2 separate regions of the Sus scrofa genome follow, and region 1 is linked to region 2. Evidence: chromatin contacts called from public Hi-C data. All regions are on one chromosome and are shown on one strand. The core of a region is the stretch at or near the end of the contact, and the rest is flanking DNA. Distances in the headings are between cores, read along the strand shown. Region 1 holds the start of LRP5 (low-density lipoprotein receptor-related protein 5). Region 2 overlaps LRP5 (low-density lipoprotein receptor-related protein 5).

What was found. Hi-C and Micro-C count contacts between places; a contact is called where the count stands out from the background.
Region 1: a Hi-C map of liver shows a contact between it and region 2, with 8 times the contacts expected there. The contact joins the promoter of LRP5 here to the enhancer-like site in region 2. A contact is called at or near these places in 1 of 5 promoter capture datasets (liver), 19 of 47 Hi-C or Micro-C datasets (alveolar macrophages, embryonic fibroblasts, fetal heart ventricle and 8 more) and 1 of 2 datasets of contacts at active chromatin or transcription factors (skeletal muscle).

What each region holds. Positions count from the first base shown.
Region 1 is chr2:4,652,587-4,658,411 of Sscrofa11.1, reverse strand. It overlaps LRP5 (low-density lipoprotein receptor-related protein 5), which reads left to right and starts at 4,415. Exons shown (of 23, transcript XM_021082719.1): 1 at 4,415-4,670. The coding sequence starts at 4,583.
Region 2 is chr2:4,590,591-4,596,948 of Sscrofa11.1, reverse strand. All of the region lies in intron 5 of LRP5 (low-density lipoprotein receptor-related protein 5), which reads left to right. Among named protein-coding and RNA genes, the nearest start is that of LRP5, 60 kb to the left of the region's middle. Within about 2 kb of position 4,423, at least 6 of the 83 cell types and tissues checked have an H3K27ac peak or open chromatin away from gene starts, as enhancers often do. A contact at or near this core is called in liver, where this site is marked.

The DNA.
Region 1 (5,825 bases), core at 3,166-5,665, 61 kb before region 2:
GGAAAAGAATCTGAAAAAGACTTGTGTGCACAGGCATAACTTAATCACTTTGTTGTATAGCAGAAATTACCACGACAGTGTAAATCAACTGTACTCCAATAAAACTTTTTTTCCTGCTTTTTAGGGCCGAATCCGTGGCATGTGGAGCTTCCCAGGCCAGGGGTCTAACTGGAGCTACAGTTGCAGGCCCACATCTCAGCCACAGGAACACCAGATCCGAGCTGCGTCTGCAATCTATACCACAGCTCGCAGCAACGCTGGATGCTTAACCCACTGAGTCAGGCCAGGGATCAAACCCGCATCCTCATGGATCCTAGTCAGATTCGTTTTCGCTGTGGCATGATGGGAATTCCAAAACATTTTTTAAACTGGCTAAAAATAAAACTAAAAAAAAAAAAAAAAAGTTGAGCCGATGTTATCATTCCCATTTTATGGTTGAGGAAACTGAGGCTCAGAGAGGTGATGGTCAGTCTGTGTGCCTCACACCCCAGCTATCTCCACAGAAACCATGGCCCGCTGCCAAGTCAGCCTGGCACTGCCTACCACCGCACACCAGTGGCAGCTCTCCCTGGCCTGCTCCTGGTGCCTGATGCTGGGTGGTGATGCCAGTGCAGGGAGGGGCCCACGGGGGTCTGAAGGAGAGCCAGCCGGCGGACATTCCCACTTCGAGCCTCCAGAGAGCCCGGAAATGCCAGCGCCCAGGGCACACCTCTGACCACAGCCGCCAGGCCTGCCCGGTGGGAAGGCTCACGTGCCCAGAATAACTCTCCAGAGTCGGCATGTTCCAGCTCGAGAGGGAACCAAAAAGGCATTTCCTCCAAGCGACCCGGGGCTGAGAAGTCATCCTCTGATGAGCCCAGACTGGGTTGAGCCCCTGTTCCCAGAAAGAAGTAGATCCGACAGGCGCTCGGGCCCCGTTACTTCACTGGGATGGATCTTGCATCTAAGCAGTGAATTGAGAGCGACCACTTCCAAAAGCGAGGCCAAGAAAAGTCTGGTGGTGTGATGAGCTGGGACAGGCAGTCCTCTGGGAAAGTGGAAGCTTAGCACCGTCTCTGCTTGCTTCTTACATTAGTGAAGAGTCTAAAAATTACTGTCCTTGGGAGCTTGGAATTCTGCAGGATCCAAGAGGGATTTGATCTCATTGTTCTTTGCAAACAACTTTCTCAAAGCTCTGATCAGGTCAGGCCACCCGGGCTGAGGCTCTGATGCCTTGAGACTTGGGATACGGTCCTTTCCCTCTCAGAGCATCTCTGGTGGCTCCTCCACGATGGACATCCCGAGAGGTGGCCCAGGAAACTCCAGGGCACCCCAGGAACTGCTGCCAGCTTCTGCCATTCTCTGACTTAAATGGCCTCTTCTCTATTTACTGAATTCTCTCATTCCGAGAATCGAGCTTTCTCTCCCTCTTTGAGAACAAAGAATCTCAGTGTCTTTACATTCTCGGTTTATTTTCCTTTCGGTTATTTGTGTAACAGAGCCCAGGGTCTCATTTTCTCCGTGTCCCTTCCCAGATTTAGAACCTCGACTTGAACTTTGGACCACTGACGTAACGAATGTCCCTCTAGCAGAGTCCCGATGGTGGGGCCACCCTGGGCCCCCTTCCTCTCATCCCCACCGCCAGAGCCCTTAAGGAATCCCACTAGGTCTTCCTGAAGCATCCTGAATCCAGCCCTTCCCGGCCATGTCTGAGCCCCCTACCCCCTGCCTGTCCAAGCTGCCGTCTCTCCTGGCTGCTACCACAGGACACACCTGCTGACCTGTCACTTGCAAACTCCCTTCCTAACAATCTTATTCCCTCACGGCAGCCAGAGTTTTCCCTTTATAAATGCACACAGTATCTTTCTAGTTCATTCATTCATTCATTCAACATTTATTGAGCACCTACTATGTGCCAGGCCCTTGTGTAGGCTCTGGAGGGATAACACATGAAATAAAGCAAGCAAAACTCTCTGTTCTTGTGGAGCTTGCTTTTCTTCCCTTTCTTTCTTTCTTTCTTTTTTTTTTTTTGGTCTTTTTAGGGCCACACCCATGGCATATGGAGGGTCCCAGGCTAGGGGTTGAATTGGAGCTACAGCTGCCGGCCTACATCACAGTCCCAGCAAGGCAGGGTCTGAACCATGTCTGCGACCTACACCACAGCTCAGGGCAACACCGGATCCTTAACCCACGGAGTGAGGCCAGGGATCGAACCGGTGTCCTCGTGGATACTGGTCAGGTTCGTTTCTGCTGCACCACAATGGGAACTCCTATTCTTTTTTTTTTTTTTTTTTTAAATTTATTTTGCTGGATTCAGGATGCTTCAGGAAGACCTAGTGGGATTCCTTAAGGGCTCTGGCGGTGGGGATGAGAGGAAGGGGGCCCAGGGTGGCCCCACCATCGGGACTCTGCTAGAGGGACATTCGTTACGTCAGTGGTCCAGAGTTCAGTGGTCCAGAGTTCAACTCCTATTCTTTTTTTTTTTTTTTTTTTTAATTTATTTTGGAGTTCCCATTGTGGTGCAGCAGAAACGAACCTGACCAGTATCCACGAGGATGCAGATTCCAACCCTGGCCTTGCTCTGTTGGCTGGGGATCCAGCGTTGCCGAGAGCTATGGTGTTAAGTAGCAGATGCGGCTCGGATCCCATGTGTGGCTGTGGTGTAGGCTGGCAGCTGTAGCTCTGATTTCACCCCTAGCCTGGGACCTTCTATATGCTGTGGGTGTGGCCCTAAAAAGAAACAAAAATTTCATGGAAGTATAGTCGATTTAGAATGTTGTGTTAATTTCTGCTGGACATCGGTTTCTATTCTGATTGGTGTGGGAGCCATAGCAGGTTCCTGAGCAGAGGAGGGATGTGAGCTGACTTGTTTGGACAGGCTCACGCTGGCGGCTGTGAGTTGGGGCTGAAGGGGGTCAAGGATGGAAGCAGGAGACCATCGGGGGCTGACGTGACCCAAGCCGGAGTGGTGATATGGGAGGTATAAGAAGTCTTAAGAGTTTGCCTCCATTTTGAATGTAGAGTCAAGAGGAGGTGCAGCTGGGGCTGGGCAGAGGGTGGAAGAGAGGACGCAGCAAAGCTTGTGCTGCTTAAACTCCTAAAAGGCGTCCCACTGTCTTGGGATAAACTCTGGAGTCTTTCTCCAGGTCTGACATGCACTGGCCCCGGCTGGCTTCTCCTGCTGCTCCATCCGCCTCTGCCTGCTCCTGCCCCAACCGTCCCCGCCTCCCTAAGTCAGAATTCCCCAGACCTTGCAGCACAGCACCCCTCCTTTTTCATGGCCCTCCTTAATATGTTAATGGTGTGTTGGGTGTTGGTTTTGGTTTTAAATGTATCTATTTTCTTGTTTTTGTCTCCTTCCCTAGGATCTAAACCCCATAGGACAGAGACATTCTGCCTGACCACTAGCTTTGTCCTACAAGGTGTCACACCTATATGAAGAACGCATGCACCCATGGACTGTGCTCTTCCCAGGAGTTACCGTTATTTCTCCGGGCACCTGCAAGGTAAGCATCGCTCCCCCGATTTTATAAGGAAGGAAAGTGTCCCGGCAGAGGTTACATTTGGACCTGCCCAAGGCACACCTGATTCTAGGAAGCGGTAGGACCCGAGTCTGACCTTGGGCCTGTGGATTCCAGAGCGTGTGCTGCCCCTTCCCAGCCCTTCCTGGGCCCTGAAGCTCAGGTGGGCACAGAGCGTGGGGTGTGGGGGGGGAAGGGAGGAGGGGGTGAAGTGGGGGTAGGTGGGGTGGGGGAGGGGTGTGCTCAGTGCCAGCTTGTTGAATGAATCGCAGGTAAGGTCTGCGATCCTAGAGGCCGCCTGCAAGCACATGGGAAGAACGGCGTATTTGCCGCTCAGGCTTCATTCAGGTACAAGGAATGCAGAGGGTTTTCAGCTGGTTTAAACAGCAAACCTCAAATCCTCCCTACTGCCCGCCCGTGCCGCTGTCCCTGCCCAGCGCGGACTCCCGGTCGCCCTTCTCTGCTCTCCCCTGTGACAACAGGTGTCACGGGGCCCGTTCCGCCCGGACCCCGCTGGGGCAGCTGCGGTCGCGGGAAAGCGCGCAGACCTGGCTCGGGGCCCTGGCTTGCAACCCCGAAAGTGCCGCACCAAGTGCCCTGGGGCAGCCCCCTTCGCAGCCCCGCCCCCGTGCCTCAGTTTCCCCATCGGTCAAGTCCGCGCCCGCCGCTCTGCAGGTGACACACCTGCTTCCGGGGCTCCATCAGCCCCGGGGCCCCGCGGGGTGGAACCGGGCGCCCGACCTCGCGTCCCCGCGGAGCCCCGGCGCCCGCCTCCGGGGGCAGGGGGCGCGGGCAGCGCCGCGGGGCCGGCGCGCGGCGGCCGCCGGGCCGCGGGCGGGCTGCGGGGGGCGCCCGCGGGAGGGCGCGGCCGGCGCGGGGGGCGCGGGCGGGCGGCGGCGGCGGCGGGGGGCGGAGACGCGGCGCGGCTTCCGCTCCCGCGCCTCCTCCCTCCTCCCCCGTCGTCCTGGTCCGCGGCGCCCGAGGGGGGAGGCGGCAGGCGCCGGGAGCCGCGCGAGGAGCCGCGGCCGCCGCGCCATGGAGCCCGAGTGAGCGCGGCGCGGGCCCGTCCGGCTCCGGACAACATGGAGGCGGCGCCGCCCCGGCCGCCCCCGCCGCCGCCGCCGCTGCTGCTGCTGCTCGCGCTCTGCTGCAGCTTGGCCCCCGCCGCGGGTAGGTGGGCGCGGGCCGGAGGGACAATGGCCCGGGCGCCCGGGCGGCTGGCCGGCCCCGCGGCCAAGTGCGCGGCGCCGCCGCGGAAGCGACTTTGCAAGTTGGGGGCGAGTTGGGGCGCGCGCCACGGGTCCCCGCCGCCTCCCGCTGTGCCTGCCGCCCGGGGGCCGCGCGCGGGCCCTTTGTCTCGCCCGCCCGGGCCCCTCCCGGGGACGCCGGGCCCCGTGCCGCGGCCCGGGCCGGCGAGGACGGCGCGCGGGCGGCGCCGACCCCGCCAGGTGCGGCGCGGGCGGGTCCTCACCTGCCCGGGCCCCGGGGCGCGCTCGGAAGCGCGGCCGCCCGAAGTGGGCCGGGCGAGGCCGTGCGGGGACCGTGCGGAGCCCGGCCCGCGGGCGGGCACGGAGCGGGGACTTTCGGCCCAGAGGCAGGCCTCGCCGCGCTGCGTCGGGAACTCTTTCCCGAGCCTGTTTCCGATGGCCGCGCGGCCGGCCTGCGAGCTCCGGGAACTGATTGAAGTTGCAGAGAAAGTTCTGAGTCCGGCGCGGGGCGGCCTGGCCTGTGCCGCTGCCCCTTTCAGCTGCGTTGCTGTCGGTTTCCCAGCGGACTGACACCTGCCAGGTGTCCGGACGACCCGTCTGGCCGCTGAGGCCCCAGGGACACGCAGCCGGTGCCCACCCCGGTCGGGGGCCGGCTGCGTGGGGCCGCCGCGCGGGGTGACGTGGTCCCAGCGCGCGGCGTGGGGCCTCGGCTGTACACAGCCTTTGGGAAATCGGGGACTGAGGACCTTTCTGTCCAACTTTTGGTGTGTCCCAAGGGGTGGAGTTGAGGTCAGGAGGACTCAGGAAACTAAGCGCCTTGTGAAAAGCTACACATGTTCTTTTAATTTGGAGATTGCCATGTGGTTTTTGAAGCAAGCCTCTTGCTACCTAAATCATGCTCTTCCGACGTGAGTGTTTTGCTTTGCTGGAGTGTGGCCGGCCAAGTGGACACGGGAGACCTGCGCTCTCCAGGCTGCTGTTCTGCTGGTGGCCGTTGGGGGTAGGGTGGGGGGCTCGGGGCCCTTTGTTTGGGCCTCTTTAAAGCAAACAGCTGTCTCCCTGAATATTTCCAGGGGGGACACTGCAGGGAGCTGGCCTGGCCTGGCTCTGAGGTCAC
Region 2 (6,358 bases), core at 3,174-5,673:
CACATTCTTTTTCTCATGCCGTCTTCCGTCGTGTTCTATCACGAGAGATTGGATGTAGCTCCCTGTGCTATAGAGAAGGACCTCATTGCGTATCCCTTTTTTTTTTGGTCCTTTTAGGGCCGCAACCATGGCATATGGAAATGCCCAGACTAGGGGTTAAATCAGAATTGTAGCCGCCGGCCTACACCACAGCCACGGCAACGCCAGATCTGAGCTGCATCTGCGACCTACACCACGGCTCACGGCCACGCCGGATCCTTAACCCACTGAGCAGGGCCAGGGATGGAACTCATGTCCTTATGGATACGAGTCAGGATCGTTACTCCTGCTTATCCATTCTAAATATAGTCCTTTGCACCTACCAGCCCCAAACTCCCCGTCCATCCCACTCCCCCTCCGCCGCCCCAGCAACCACAGGTCTGCTCTCCACGTCTGTGAGTCTGTTTCTGCTCTGCAGACAAGGTCAGAAAGAGAAATACGGCTGCCTTGCCCCCTTACCCTAAGCCGGCTTTTCCTGCCTCTGCCCTTCTCCAGAGCCTGCTGTGGGGTGCCCTGTAAGGAGGGACCAGGACCCCAGCCCTGTCATTTATGAATCTTGAGATTAGCGACAGGGTTTGGGTTTTGCCGTTTTCACGAAACCTCGGGGACCCTCTGTGAGCAGGAGCCCATGTGCATTTCTAGCTGCTGCCTTGGGCTGGCTTCTCAGAGGGGAAGTTACCGGGTTGCAGGGTCTCTGAGCCGTGTTGCCGTCTAGGAAGCGAGCACCCGGGACAGTCCCCTGGGAGGTGGGGACATGCTGCCCCCACGCTGAGCATGAAAGAGTCTTCTGATGGAGCTGGTGGCCGTGGCCTCTCCCTGCCACTAGCGTGTTACCGAGAGGTGCCTGTTTCTCGTGGTTGCTGGTGGTGTATTTTTTTCTTCTGCGAATTTGCTTGTGGTCTTTACCTGTTTACTGTTGGGGTCTGAGGAGTTTTCTTTTTGATTTACATACCTTTTAACTTCATTTTTTCTCTTCTTCTTTTGGCCGCTCCCGCGGCGTGTGAAAGTTCTCAGGCCAAGGATTGAACCCGAGCCACAGCAGCGACCCAGGCTGCTACAGCGACACCCCCAGATCCTTAACCCGCCGCACCCCAGGAGAACTCCTTCACTTTCCTTTTAAAAACTTAACAGACTTTATTTTTTAGGGCCGTGTTGGGTTTACAGGAAAGTGGAGCAGAGAAACGGAGGGTTCCTCTCCATCCACTCTCCCTCCTGATGTCGTTTCCTTATCCTTAGAATTTATTTCTAGGAGTTCCCTGGTAGCCTAGAGGTTAAGGACCCAGTGTTCTCACTGCTGTGGCTCCAGTTCGATCCCTGGCCTGGGAATTTCCACATGCCTCAGGTGCAGCCAAAAAAAACCAAAAAAACCAACAACAACAACAACAAGAAATTGACTTTTCATGTTGGAAAAAGTCACATTTCCCATACAAGAGTTAGCAATCCCCCACCCACGGGCCAAATGGCTCCCTGTCTGTGGGGGCAGCCACAGGCTAGGAGTGGTTTTTACGTGGTTGAAAGAAAATCATGAGCAGGAGGTCTTGTGACCCGGGACAGTGGTAGGACCGTCCGGTTTCCGTGTCCACACACAGCCTCGTGTTCGCACACCTCTGTATTGGCACCATCTGGGCTGGCTTTCGTGCTGCAGTGGTGGAGCTGAGGCTTTGGGAGGTGGCCAGCCTGCCACGCCCGGGGCATCTGCCGTCAGGCCCCCCGTGGAAAGCGCACAGACCCCTGCCAGAGACTGGAGGGCAGGCTGGAGTCCTCCCTAGAGAATGTGGCAGCCGTTCTCGTGAGTTTCCTGCTGGCACAGGCTGGGGTGGCCGCGTGGGTTGTGTAGCCAGGCTCCCACTGTGGGCACGGCCTGCTATTTGCATGAGGCTTCCTTGCACATGGGGCTGGACTCCGAGCTCCCCTGGCGTTCTGCTCGCAGCCTGTGTGACAGCTCAGACTCTCAGGGGTCCCCAAGCTGAGAGCAGACACGCACACCTCACCCCGGGGAGAGGGGCGGTGGTCGGTCAGCCCCTTGCTGTGCCTTCTGTCTGGAGGTCCCGCCCTGGAACCTGTCTTTCTATGGAAACTGTCCCCTCACTCTCTGCTCCTCGCATGTTGGGGTTTGAATTGCGTCCCCCTCAAAAGACATGAAGTCCCACCCCCTGGACCCTAATTTGGAAATTGGGTCTTTGCAGAAGTAACCCAGCTAAGCGGGTGGTCCTGCTGGATCAGGACGGGCCCTAACCCCCGTGACGGGCACCTCGTGCAGGGGACCCCCAGGTGCCGATGCACGGGGAGGAGGGCGCGGCGAGACGGAGGTGGCGATTGGAGGGGGTGACCGCAAGCCCAGGAGCGGCAGGGAGCGCTGGCCCGAGGCCAGGCGGGGCGTCGCCCCAGAGCCTCAGAGCGGCACCTTCATCTCGGGCGTCTGGCCCCCACACTGCGGGCAACCCACCTGGTTTGCGGGGCTGTTTCGGCAGCTCTTCTGCCTGTCTGCTCACAGGTGTCAGTGCGGGCCTGGCACAGGGACGGTGCCCCGTGGCTTGGTCTGGATGGAGGTTGACAGGGAGGGCGATGCTGAACGGGTTGTGTCTGTGGCCCTGGGCCACCCCTCAGGTCTGCTTTTCTGTTTTGAGGAGGACACTCTGCCAGGAGGCTGCGCCCATGCCCTGAACTTGGCCCCCGGGCATAGCCATGCGTCCCTCTTTCCTGAGTGTGTGCAGAGCGGGGCAGGGCGGGGCAGGTCCGAGCCGCCCGGCCGGCCAGCGAGGGCAGCTTTCGCTTATTTTGGCAGCACCGGGGGGCAGGCTGTCGGTTTAAACAATCCCAGAGAAAACCATTTGGCCAAACGCTTCATTTCTAAACAATTTACCTTCCTGGTGTTTAACAAACTCCTCCCCAGACGCTGTGCCTGGTCCCAGGCTTGGGGTTGGTCTCTCTTCCCGTGGCTGGCCCAGTGCCCTGCGCCCACCCCAGGGGTCCCAAGGCCAGGCTTCTGCTCACACCTCATTCCCAACAACCTCAGACGTCGCCTGTGAGCATCTGCCATGGTACGTCTGCCTGCAAGGGTGCCCAGGCCGGCGGTCCCCTCTGTGCAGCTGCCCCCCGCTGGCCTGGCCCTGGGTGGCACACCCCATGCCTCCGGGCTGGGCATGACGTGCCCAGACCTTCAGGCAGACAGGCCTGCATGCCGCTCTCCTGGGGGTCCTATTCTCTGCATTCTTTTTCAACAGAGCTCAAGTGAAACCTCAAAGGTTCTGAGACCCAAGGGGTGTCAGAGAAAGCCCCTCCCACTTGAGAGTCAATTAACACCTTCGGATTCACCCCAGCACTTGATGACTGCCTCTGCCACAGAGACTTAACTCTAAGCAATGCTGATAATGGGCTTCCCTGGTGGTGGGGGCGGTGTGCTTGAGGCTTTGTATCAACCTGGTTACCCGAGGGCTGGGGCCGGGCACACTTTGCCCTGGTGGCTCTTTGCCCACTGGGGACACTCTGCTGGAATCTGCTGCGTGGTCACAGCCACGTGGATCCCAGACCCCTCCGTCTCAACCGGCAGCCCCCTTCACAGATACCCGTGACCCCAGCTTCCCTTCCTAGACGGAGGCACTAACGGTCTCGCGTGCTGAAGGTCTCTGCCCTGTGACCCCAGGAGTACCCTTGGGGACAATGCCCGCATCTGTTTGTCCCACCCCAGGTCCAGGGCCTAAAAGATACAGTTGGGGTGACTGAGCCAGCTGTCTGACCTTGGGCTTCTTGCTGGTGCCGATTCCAGGGATTGAAATGTTCACCGGACCTTATTTTCCCACTGGCTGCTGTGTGCCCTTGGGTGGGAAGCTCAACCTTTGTGTGCCCCGGGTTCTCCTCAGTAAAGTGGGGCATAATCACATTTCAGAGGTTGGTGTAAGGATTGCGCTATTTGGGGCGACTGTGTCTAGAGGATCATGGGAGCAGGGGTGGGAGCCACAGGCTCAGCATGTGTTTTGGGGCCGAGGGTCGGGTCATGTTGGGAGCCGATATTTTCTGTGGCACTGGGCAGAAGTGCCATTTGAGGTCCGATTTGTCATATACACTCTTCCATGTGCGTGGCGAGGCTGTCCCAAGCCTCAGCTTGGGAGCCAACAGCCTGTTGGGACAAGTACCCTGGGGCACAAGGCTCTTCCTGGCCATGTCCTGGGGAGCTCCCTCCGGCCCCCCGCCCGACCCCGGGAGATTAAGGCAGAACCCTCCATAGAGTTTGGTTTATGGTCCTCTCGAGTCAGAGCTAGATGGAGACTCGGACACCTTCCACCACAGATGAGGAAACCAAGGCCCAGAGAGGGTCAGGGACCTGCCCGGGTCCTCCACTGCCTGCCTGGGTGTCCCCAGCCCGGGGCTCAGGAAGCTACCGCTGTCCGCATGCGCCCTCTAGCGGGGGAATCGGATTATGAACTCTGGGCCTTGACATGCAGGGCAGGGAACCCCAGAACCACTCTGCAAAACGCGGGGTTCTCTGGTCTCCACCCTCCTGGCAGGAAGCCCAGTCTGTTGATTGCGGACTGTGTGGACCCGGTGGCTGCAGAGCCCAGGCCTGGGGGCCTCATTATGACGGAGGTGCTGGACCCTCCCCCTCCCTCACTGCCCTGAGACTTCAGGCAGCTTCTTCCCTGTTCTGGGCCTGTCATCCAACCAGGCGCATGGCCTCAAAGTCTGGAAGTGGTCTCTGCGCCTCATCTTGCCCCCGTGGGTCCTTGGGACCAGAAAGGACCAGAGTGAACTAGTGCATGGGGACCCAGCTCTGGGACAGTGGGTGCCCATCCTGACTCCAGCTACCTCTGGAGGTGTCCAGGTGAGGGCTGCCCCCCTCCCCCAGCCCCTGGGTCCCTGAGCCTGCGTGAGGCCACACCTGCTACTTCTGCTCGAAGTCGTGATGAATCCCAGGGAGGGTGCAGGACAGAGTCAGATGCGCTTTTATTCATGGCAAGTCGTGGCCTTCTCAGACTCTGAGAGTGTTGTTGCCAGAAATTTACCTAACACGGGGCCATCCTGGGAATTATGATCTGTAATAGTAATAGTCCACTCTGTCCGACATGCTGTGATAGTCTGTGTGGGGAGAGAATCGGAAAGAGAATGGCTGTGTGTACACGTATCACGGAGTCACTTTGTTGCACAGCAGAAGTCATCACGACCTTGTAAATTAACTCTACTTCAACAAAACTGTAAAAAATGAAAAGAAAAAGGAGTTCCCGCTGTGGTTCAGCACTAACGAACTCGACTAGGACCCGTGAGGACTCGGGTTTGATCCCTGGCCTCGCTCAGTGGGTTAAGGATCCAGCGTTGCCGTGAGCTGTGGATGTAGGTCGCAGACGCGGCTCGGATCCTGAGTTGCTGTGGCTCTGGTGTAGGCTGGCGGCTACAGCTTCGATTTAACCCCTTGCTTGGGAACCTCCATATGCCGCAGGTGCAGCCCTGGAAAAAAAAAAAAAAGTCTCTTAATAAGTCAAGAAAGAAAGAACATGTTTCAAACCAGTCACATCATTGTTCCAGGCTATAAAGGCTGAGGTGTACCTTTCTCTGAGTTTGTTCTCTGTGGAGTCAGTTGAAGCTGGGTATCAGCCGCCAGCTTCCACCCCTTGCTGCCGGCGCACATGCTAGTGGGTGATGGCACCAGAGTTGGTGGGGGAGGTGAATGTCCTCACTCCGGGGGCCCTTGTACCACCGCCTGCAAGGAGGAGCCTTGCCAAGGCCCCTCTCTCCTGAGACTGTTGCCCACTTTCATGCCACTGCCGACCAGGAGTGGCCTGGCCCCGGCAGGAGCAGCTCCAGACCTTTGGAGAGCTGTTTAGATCAGCAAAGAGTCACCTGGCCCAGCCCGAACACCCTCTGGGTGAGTCCTCCTCACAGACTGGGTGTTTCAAGCCCCAGCGTCCAGCGCGTCCTGGCTGCTATTCCGTAATCCGCATCGACCAGCCCCCAGCGGAGCCCAGGCCCGTCCCCAGCTGGGCTTCTCAGCGCTTACCCACAGCAACAGATGGTCCGTGGTGTCACCCTGGCATGGCTTCCCAGTGTAAACAGATCAAAACAGCGTCACTTAAGTCATAAACAAGGGGGCTGGTAGTCACAACAAACCAATACACAGCAAAACGCAAGGCCACCAGGGTGACAAAGAGGAAGATGGGGCAACGGCCTCCAAGGTGCTCACCTGTCAGTGAGATGCCCACCTGGGCAGGACAGGACCTGGGATGATGTGTGTGCTCTTGGGGCCTGAAGCTGCCTTGCTGGGTAGGTGTGGGGAGGCAACGGTGGGCCTCGGGGAAGAAGCAGCGTTCGGGCTGAGCCAGGAAGGGTG